Regions from separate parts of the Sus scrofa genome. Here region 1 is linked to region 2. Evidence: chromatin contacts called from public HiChIP or PLAC-seq data. All regions are on one chromosome and are shown on one strand. The core of a region is the stretch at or near the end of the contact, and the rest is flanking DNA. Distances in the headings are between cores, read along the strand shown. Region 1 overlaps SLC1A3 (solute carrier family 1 member 3). Region 2 has its middle 66 kb from the start of SLC1A3.

Region 1 (4,052 bases), core at 218-2,717, 110 kb before region 2:
GCAATGAGGACAAGGAAGGGAATGAAGCATGAAAACATATGGCAGATGCTGTCAGGACCATTTACCGCGTATCCAGTGAAAACACAGAGCTAGACGAGGTTTGACGGGAGAAATAAAAGAAGTGGTGCAGCCCAAGCTTGCTGAGCAGTGTATTGACAGCCTTATGGAGGCCACAGCACAGGAAAATGCCTCTTGAAATGCCTGGGGACTAACTTCCAGATGAGTAGAGATGTACACTGTTTCTAGCAGGGAGATCAACTCTGTAAAGAAGGTGGGTGGGATGTGGGATCGCCATCCCTGGGGAATCAAAACGCAAGATACTCAAGTGCCCCTTAACCTACTGCTGAGCGTTCGGAAGCAGGAGGACATTTCCACGGGCTTATCCGATGCCACCGTGGATTTTTCTGGACGCACACACAGTTTAATCTATGCTCCAGAACAGCCCTTGGAGAGGCCTAAGGATCTCCTCCCGAGGAAGATTCTGACATTAAAGCAGATTAAGAAGAAAACGTGAGGGAGTTCCCATGGTGGCTCAGCGGTATCGAACCCAACTAGCATCCATGAGGATGCAGGTTTGATCCCTGGCCTTGCTGAGTGGATTAAGGATCCGGCTTGGATCCTGCATGTCTCTGGCTGTGGTGTAGGCCAGCAGCTGTAGCTTGATTTGACCCCTAGCCTGGAAAATTCCATATGCCGTGGATGTGGCGCTAGAAAGCAAAAAAAAAAAAAAAAAAAAAAAAGAAGAAGAAGAAAACATGACTTTTTCCTTCTTTCTTAGCGAACCATTCTTGGCTCATTTGAAAGAAATGTATTGAGCACTTACTGCGTGCCAGGCCCAGAGCCACAGAAGAAATACCACCCAGTGCTGGCCCTCTAGGCTCACCTGCCCACAGAGCAGTGCTGCGGGCTCCATGTTCCGGGGACCTGGAGAGAAGGAAGGTGTGTATGGCAGAAGAAAAAAGAAGAGCCCTGGGTTAGGGGGTCTGGGGTCTGGGGGGCCAGGGTCTAGGGTGGAGGTGGGGCCATAACCTAGAAGCTGGAGCTCTGGCAATGCTTGACTTTGCTGTAGGGACAACTGGAAAAGCACATTTGGGAAGAAGGAGCAATTTTAGTGCCAAATCAGAGCTGCCTGTGCATGTTACCAGACTGGACTCTGAGAGCCAAGGATTTAGTAGCGGTGTCGTCAGATCCAATAAATAGGTTAGGAGACCTTGAGAGGGCTACGTGTGGAGTCAGAGGTTAGGTATTTCTGTGACCACTGGAACACATCGAAGGCAGTGGAAGGTTTTTTTTAATTATGAGACATGAAAATATCCCAAATTTTGAAAACCAAGACCCCCTCCCTCTGCTGCCAAACACCTAGCATCTGTTCAAATCTATTATGAACCATTTCCTCAGGGAGGAACGTGAAAGAACTGCAAGCAGCTGCCGGGAGATGTGCTAAAGCCACTTCCACGCTGCAAATTTACGTGCGTACAGATTCGTTAAGGAAGGTCATTACTGACCACGGACATGCGGCTAAGTGGCCGAGGAATTCACTCACAGAGCCCCTGTGAGGTCAGTGCCTCTAAGAGGTCATAAAGCAGCATAAGAAGTATAGCTCAGAAAATGCATTGAAAGGCAAACTAGCCAATCAGTCTGACATCTCACACTCAGTTTACGAAGCTGTACCTATGCTCTCCAGTGGAAGCATTACGATTGTCAGTGCCCTCACGCTCACCATTCCAAAGCCTGAAATTTACTGCAGCCGGGCCAGTGGCTCTATTCGGACTTTTCCAGGTTTTAACTTTGTATTGTTTACTGGTACCTAAGAATTGTTCTTAGTGACGTTTTCGTCCACTGTGCCTCCTAGAGTCACTGTGGCTGGGGAAGAATAATAAAGCCATGTGATAGGGCCGCGTTAGTAACACACAGCTATATTGGGTTACTTGCTTTTTACTAAACGTTTTAGGCCAGTGCTGGCTCCCTGGGTAACTCTGGGAATTCTCTGGAGGCGAGCAGAAGACGTGAATCTAGCTCTTTGTGTCTGTAACTGTACACCTGCTATTGACGCAAAGGATGAAAAGAAAAAACGCCAAATACACATTGTTCTATTTTTAAGCTGCTGTACTCAGTTCCAGGGGAGGGAAAGATGCCTTTTCTCCCCTTGAAAGTTACCAGCGCCAGCTATTCTGCTGAAGTATAAGTTCAATTTCCAAACTTTGAAGACAAATGATCTTAAGCACAGAGGGAGAAAGTGTGGGGGAGGGGAGGGGGCGCGCACGCGCATACCAGTTGGAGCTGGTGGTGCCAAAATAAATCTTTCCTCACATCCGGAAATGCCTATCAGGGAAGCGAACTAACTGGCAATCAAAAACTTCCATGTAATGCTCGCTGTTTTAAACAGCTCACACTCTCATGTCCTAGGGCAGAATTGCATGCTGTGGCTTTAGAAAGCACGCCACCAAATATTAACTGAAGACTGAATCCGTGAATCTTTCCAGGAAAAGCACAGCAAAGCTCTTTTTGCCTGCTTAAAAAAGCCAACTGCATAAATTGGCAGTAGGGTGCAATATTTCTCTGAGTCATGAGTCCAAAATGCTGGCTTTCTGGTCTGATGCTGTTCAAGGGAAGCAGTGAAATAAATGGTTTCAGGAGGAGCTGGGTCACCTTGGAACTTTGACCCCTTTTGCTTCCTTTATCAACCTCTTTTGATAAAAGCGTACACCACTTTTTTTACACGAACATGGAGAGTTTTGTGACATTTTCTAAAAGTAAACCGGAAGACTTTCTGGGCTCTCAAAAAATGATGGTTGCAGCCCCAGGGATGGAGGGTCAAACGAAATGGTCTCTTGCTCTCATGAAACTGAGAGTTGGCTGGAAGAGGTGGAGAAGGACAATGGAGCCACCTGATGACACAGCATGGGGAGGTAAGGTTTCCTGCAGCAAGTGACATCCGAAGTAAAAGCTGAGGGCAAGGTGGGGTTTCAGGTAAAGAGAAGAATCCAGGCAGACATGGGGGAAAGGCAGTGAGAAATGCGATGGAAAGAGGTAAGTAGAAGCCATACAAGTCATGCTTGGAATTCTGCCCTTTATTTCAGAAACAACATGGGGAAAAGGTTCAGAGATGAGTTTTAGCAAGATCACACCATCTTCATATAAGAAAGGAGGTCAGAAAAGGGGAAGTGGAGTTCCCGTCGTGGTGCAGCGGAAGCGAATCCGACTAGGAACCATGAGGTTGTGGGTTCGATTCCTGGCCTTGCTCATCGGGGTAAGGCTCCAGCGTGGCCGTGAACTGTGGTGTAGGTCGCAGACGTGGCTCAGATCTGGCGTTGCTGTGACTGTGGTGTAGGTCAGCAGCTGTAGCTCGAATTTGACCCTAGTATGGGAACCTCCATATGCTGCAGGTGCAGCCCTAAAAAGCAAAACAAAAAAAGGGGGGGGGGAGTCCCTGTGGCATTGGGGGGTAGGGGGAGGCGGGGAGACTAGAGAGGGCCTTGTTGCTGTAGATTAGTATTGACATGGTGTTCTCTGGACCAGGTGGAGCAGTGGTCAGAGCTGGAAGTCAGAATTAAGGTAGAATCAAGAGCCGGGGTGGCGGGGAGGCGGGGAGGGGAACAAGAGGAAGACCAAAGTTTCTGACTTAGCCCCAACTTTCTACATTTCCTTTGACTGAAAAACAACAATTTTTCAATAGTTTCCTACTCTGTCTAAAATTATAATAGCTGAATTCTCCATGTTTATATCCTTTCACTGGGAATACCTTTATTCTTCATAATAAGGAACCAGCTCTGTAAAATCTTAGTAGCTTGAAAGGGACCAGTGGGTCTTTTCCAGGCAGGGAGGCGGGCTCAGCATTATGAAGTCTTTCCTGTGCCTTTGAGCTTATTTTGCAGATGATTCTAGTTTGCATACCCCTGGCAACACTCAAGTAGCTCTCTGGCATCTTGACATAAGAATTTTTGTGAGTCTAAAAAAGTAGAGTTCGCATTGTCAGAGGCGGCCTAACTCAAGAGCCTGTGGCCAACTGAGTTTTACCAGCACCAAAGAGCAGTGTTAAGAAGCTCTTCGGG
Region 2 (4,600 bases), core at 497-2,996:
CTTTGGTATATAGATTATTTTGAGCCAGAGGCTTCTGAAAAACGGTGAATGTAGGAAGAGGCTTTCCCCAGTCTCCCCTTATGGGCTGGAAGACAGATCCTTCAAAAGGAACTCAATCCCCTCCCACGGAGTTTCCATCAACCAGAGGAAGATTGACTTTTATCCCAGGAGAGGAGCCTTAAAATCGGCAGGCCTCCCAGAAACCCTTTGTCATAAACTCTCATACCTCTCACCTATTCTCCTAAAAGCCCATTCATCTTTTACCCAAATCATTGACTCTCCCCTGAGAGGCCTACATCCCTCTCTCTGTTCCCTGTCAAGACAGGACTTTATCCTGAGTTCTAAAGCCACCTCTTTGAGTTACTCCTTTTTTCCCCGGTGTCTCCCCTGAGTTCACGAGTATACATGTCAATAAACTTCTGTTTGTTTTTCTCTTGTTCATCTGTCTTTTATTTTTTTATTTTTATTTATTTATTTTTTTGGTCTTTTTGTCTTTTTAGGGCTGCACCCGCGGCATATAGAGGTTCCCCGGCTAGGGGTCCAATTGGAGCTGTAGCCACCCGCCTACTCCACAGCCACGGCAACGCAGGATCGGAGCCACATCTGCAACCTACACCCCAGCTCACGGCAATGCTGGATCCTTAACCCACTGAGCAAGGCCAGGGATCAAACCCTCAACCTCATGGTTCCTAGTCGGATTCATTAACCACTGAGCTATGGACGGGAACTCCTCATCTGTCTTTTATGACCGAGGTCTCAGCTAGGAACTCGGAAGGGTGGGGGGAAAATGATTTTCTCTCCCCTACGAGGCAGATCTAGGTTAGAAGACCCCGGGTGCCCCATCCTTTCCACAGATGCATCTTCTGTTCTAAGAGACACAAGTGCTGTCCTGTCCAGCACTGGAGACCTTTGCCCGCGGTTAAGTCCTTCTGCCTGCGGCTCCCAAATGAGGGGTTTTACTGATGAAACAGGGCGACAAAGAGATGGAATTTAAAATGGGCTTTGCCCTCGGGAGGGAGAACAATGTTCTGCACTGGACTTCAGGTTTTCTGCCTGGAAGTGGTCCTCACAGTGCAGGAAGTTTCTCTCCCTTCCTCCCTTCTCCCCTGAACCCCAGAGTCAGGGGCATTTATTTCTTTCCCCGGGGGCCTTTCAGTTTCTGCTTAATGAGACCGGTGGTTGCCGAGTGTTTGATTGACGCTGGGTACGTACAGCTCGTATTCATCTTCCTGAGAAAGGGCATTGCACAAGAAAGGATTGCCAATGGCAACCGTGGTGGCATTTCTGAGAGCCCCAGCAGCATTCCCTGCAGCTCCGTTCCCCGCCCCCGTGGAAGGAAATGCCACTGGCTCACCAGCGGATGGAGGGAGGCGTGACTTCTACAGTAATTAAAATATTCCTATGCAAGGAGACTTCGAGTTCTTTTCCTGTCACCCTGCGGACCTCATTACTTTGTACCCACATGCAGCTCTTCTGATTTCCAGGACACCTAAGCCAAGTCTAGGCTGGAGGGAAATACTTTTGGAATAAAATCAAATCGGTTGCAAATGAGTTACAACATCTCAATCGCCTTAATAGATCAAACAAAACCTTCCCTGTGTGTTCCAGCCGCCTGGACTGAGCCCCTCCGTCGTAAAGTCCCCCAGCTACAAAAATGCAAACCTTTGGCCTGCCTATAGCAAGCTCCAAGCAATGCCCTTGGGGGCTTAGCCAGGACGCAGGGACTTGGAATGGAGCTCGCTGAGCGTGTGGCCCGGCCAGGATGGTGTAACTAGCAAGCTAGCTGGAACACGCTCTTCTGCTTCAGGGCCAGAGAATAGCTGTCAGGCCAGGAGTAAAGAAAATGGATCTCACTTACTTTGTACTCGGCGTAGTGCCTGGGGAGACGGCGGGCAAGTGAAGCAGGTTTTGTGTTGGTAGCACTTTGGTAGCTCCGACAAGGCTCTGCCTTTGCTCTCTGCCTCCTCCGTTCCATCTTCCCTCCCTGTTACTCCTCTTCAGGGTAAATGTGCCCACAGAGGCACGGGTCTCCTTGTTCCCTGTGGGTCTTGTTTTAATGTAACTGGATGGTCTTTCAAGTTCAAACTTGAAATCCCGTTGTGGCTCAGCAGGTTAAGAACCTGACACAGTGTCCATGAGGATTCGGGTTCCATCCCTGGCCTGGCTCAGTGGGTTAAGGATCTGACATTGCCACAGATGTGGCTTGGATCCTGCGTCGCTCCGGCTGTGGCGTAGGCCCACAGCTGCTGCTCCGATTCGACCCCTAGCCTGGGACCCTTCATGTGCTGCAGGTGTGGCCCTAAGAAGAGAAAATAAATAAATGAAAACAAAAAATAAAACTGCACAGCTCTTATTTTTTTTTTTTTAATGCTTGTTTTTTTTTTTATTTTTTTATTTTTATTTTTTGTGTCCTTTTGCCTTTTCTAGCAAGGCATATGGAGGTTCCCAGGCCAGGGGTCTAATCAGAGCTGTAGCTGCTGGCCTATGCCAGAGCCACAGCCACATGGGATCCGAGCCACATCTTTGACCTGCAGCTCATGGCAACGCCTGATCCTTAACCCACTGAGCGGGACCAGGGATCGAACCCACAACCTCATAGTTCCTAGTCAGACTCGCTAACCACTGAGCACAACGGGAACTCCAAAAAACTGCACAGCTCTTAAAAAAAAAAGGTAGATTGTGTTGAGGGTTTGAGAACAAAGCCTTCAAATTGAAAAAAATTTATTGACGGCTGGTTTATCAAATGACATAAAATAAACTGCCATGTATTTAAAGTCTAGGCATATGTATAAGCCCATGGAATCATCACTACCATCAAGATAAAGAGTAAATGGAGTTCCCGTCGTGGCGCAGTGGTTAACGAATCTGACTAGGAACCATGAGGTTGCGGGTTCGATCCCTGGCCTTGCTCAGTGGGTTAAGGATCTGGCGTTGCGGTGAGCTGTGGTGTAGGTTGCAGATGTGGCTTGGATCCTGCGTTGCTGTGGCTCTGCTGTAGGCTGGTGGCTACAGCTCTGACTGCACCCCTAGCCTGGGAACCTCCATATGCCGCAGGAGCGGCCCAAGAAATAGCAAAAAGACACACACACACAAAAGATAAAGGGTAAATATTCATCACCTCCGAAAATTTCTTCTTGCTCTTTCGCAATTCATCCCTCCCCCGTCCTCCTGCCCACCCTTCACACCACTCACCTCGCTCCCCAGACAACCGCGGGTCTGCTTTCTCTCATAATAGATTTTTGTCTTCTAGAAATGTATATAAATCATACATATCTACTATATTTTGGTCTGGCTTCTTTCACTCAGCATAATTATTTTGCAGTTCATCTGGGTTCAGATGATGGTCTATGTTCCATAGCATTTGGAAATAATGTCCATTCTTCTGTATAGATTGTTGTGGAAATATCAGTTAAGTCAAGCTGACAGGTAAGTGTTGTTCAAGATGTCTATCTTTTAACTGATTTTTCTGTTTCCTTTTCCTATCAATTATTGAGAGGTAGACATTGAAATCTGCAGCTATAACTATGGATTTGGTTCATTTTTCCTTGAACTCCTATTGTTTTTTGTTTCATGCACTTTTGAAGCTCTGTTGTCAGGTACATACATTTTTGGAGCTGTCGCATCCTCTAGAAGAACTGCCTTCTTCATCATTATGTAATGAGCTTCCCTATCCTTGCAATGGTCTTTACGTTGAAACTGTTGGATATTCAAATAGCTACACGAGCTTTATTTTGATTCATTTCCTATTGCTGCTGTAACAAATTACCACAAAGCTACTGGCTTAAGACAATACAATTTTACCTCCCAGTCCTGGAGGCTGGAAGTCTGAAATCAGAGTGCCTGGATGGTTGGGTGAAGGCCCTCTTCCCATTTGCAGACTTCTTGCTGTATCCTCACACAGGGGAAGTGGATGGGGATATCACTGCAGTTTCTCTAATAAGAGCATGAAGCCCATTCATAAGGGCTCTGGCCTTGTAAACGGATCACCTCCCAAAGGCCCCACATCCCTGTACCACCAACTGGGATTGGCAGGATTTCAACATAGGAATTTGGGGGGAATAACTTCAGACCAGAGCATGCCCTTCTTTTGGATTAAGTACATTAAAAAAAATTTTTTTTTAAATTAGGATGTAGTTGATTTACAGTGTCGTTTCGATTTCTACTGTACAGCATAGTGACCCATGTTGGTAGATGCAAACTACTACATTTGGATTAAGTACCTTTTTATGATTCTATTGTATTTCCAGTTTTGGCTAATTAGTTAGAACTCTGTTGTATTTTGTAGTGGTTGCTTATCATAGTATATATTCACGTGCCTAGCCCACATATGCAGTGGGTCCTCGGGCCAGGGATCAATCCCGTAATACAGTAGTAAGCCAAGCCACAGCAGTGATAGCACTGGATCCTTAACCTGCTCAGACACCAGGAAACTCCAACATTCATGTGATATTATACCACTTCATATCAGTATTAGAATATTTTCATTTCTTTCTTCTAATCTTTGTGCTATTATTCTATATTTTACTTTTATATGCAATATAAACATCACAACACATTTTTTTTCTTTAAAGTTAATGATCACTCAAAGAGACTTAAATAA

What was found. HiChIP or PLAC-seq counts read pairs in DNA pulled down with a chosen protein or histone mark.
Region 1: a contact with region 2 is called in an H3K27ac HiChIP or PLAC-seq map of skeletal muscle. The contact joins two enhancer-like sites. A contact is called at or near these places in 4 of 47 Hi-C or Micro-C datasets (fibroblasts, psoas muscle and skeletal muscle) and 2 of 2 datasets of contacts at active chromatin or transcription factors (alveolar macrophages and skeletal muscle).

Annotation. Positions count from the first base shown.
Region 1 is chr16:21,919,291-21,923,342 of Sscrofa11.1, reverse strand. All of the region lies in intron 3 of SLC1A3 (solute carrier family 1 member 3), which reads right to left. Among named protein-coding and RNA genes, the nearest start is that of SLC1A3, 48 kb to the right of the region's middle. Within about 2 kb of position 1,467, at least 21 of the 83 cell types and tissues checked have an H3K27ac peak or open chromatin away from gene starts, as enhancers often do. A contact at or near this core is called in skeletal muscle, where this site is marked.
Region 2 is chr16:21,805,042-21,809,641 of Sscrofa11.1, reverse strand. No RefSeq gene overlaps it. Among named protein-coding and RNA genes, the nearest start is that of SLC1A3, 66 kb to the left of the region's middle. Within about 2 kb of position 1,746, at least 18 of the 83 cell types and tissues checked have an H3K27ac peak or open chromatin away from gene starts, as enhancers often do. A contact at or near this core is called in skeletal muscle, where this site is marked.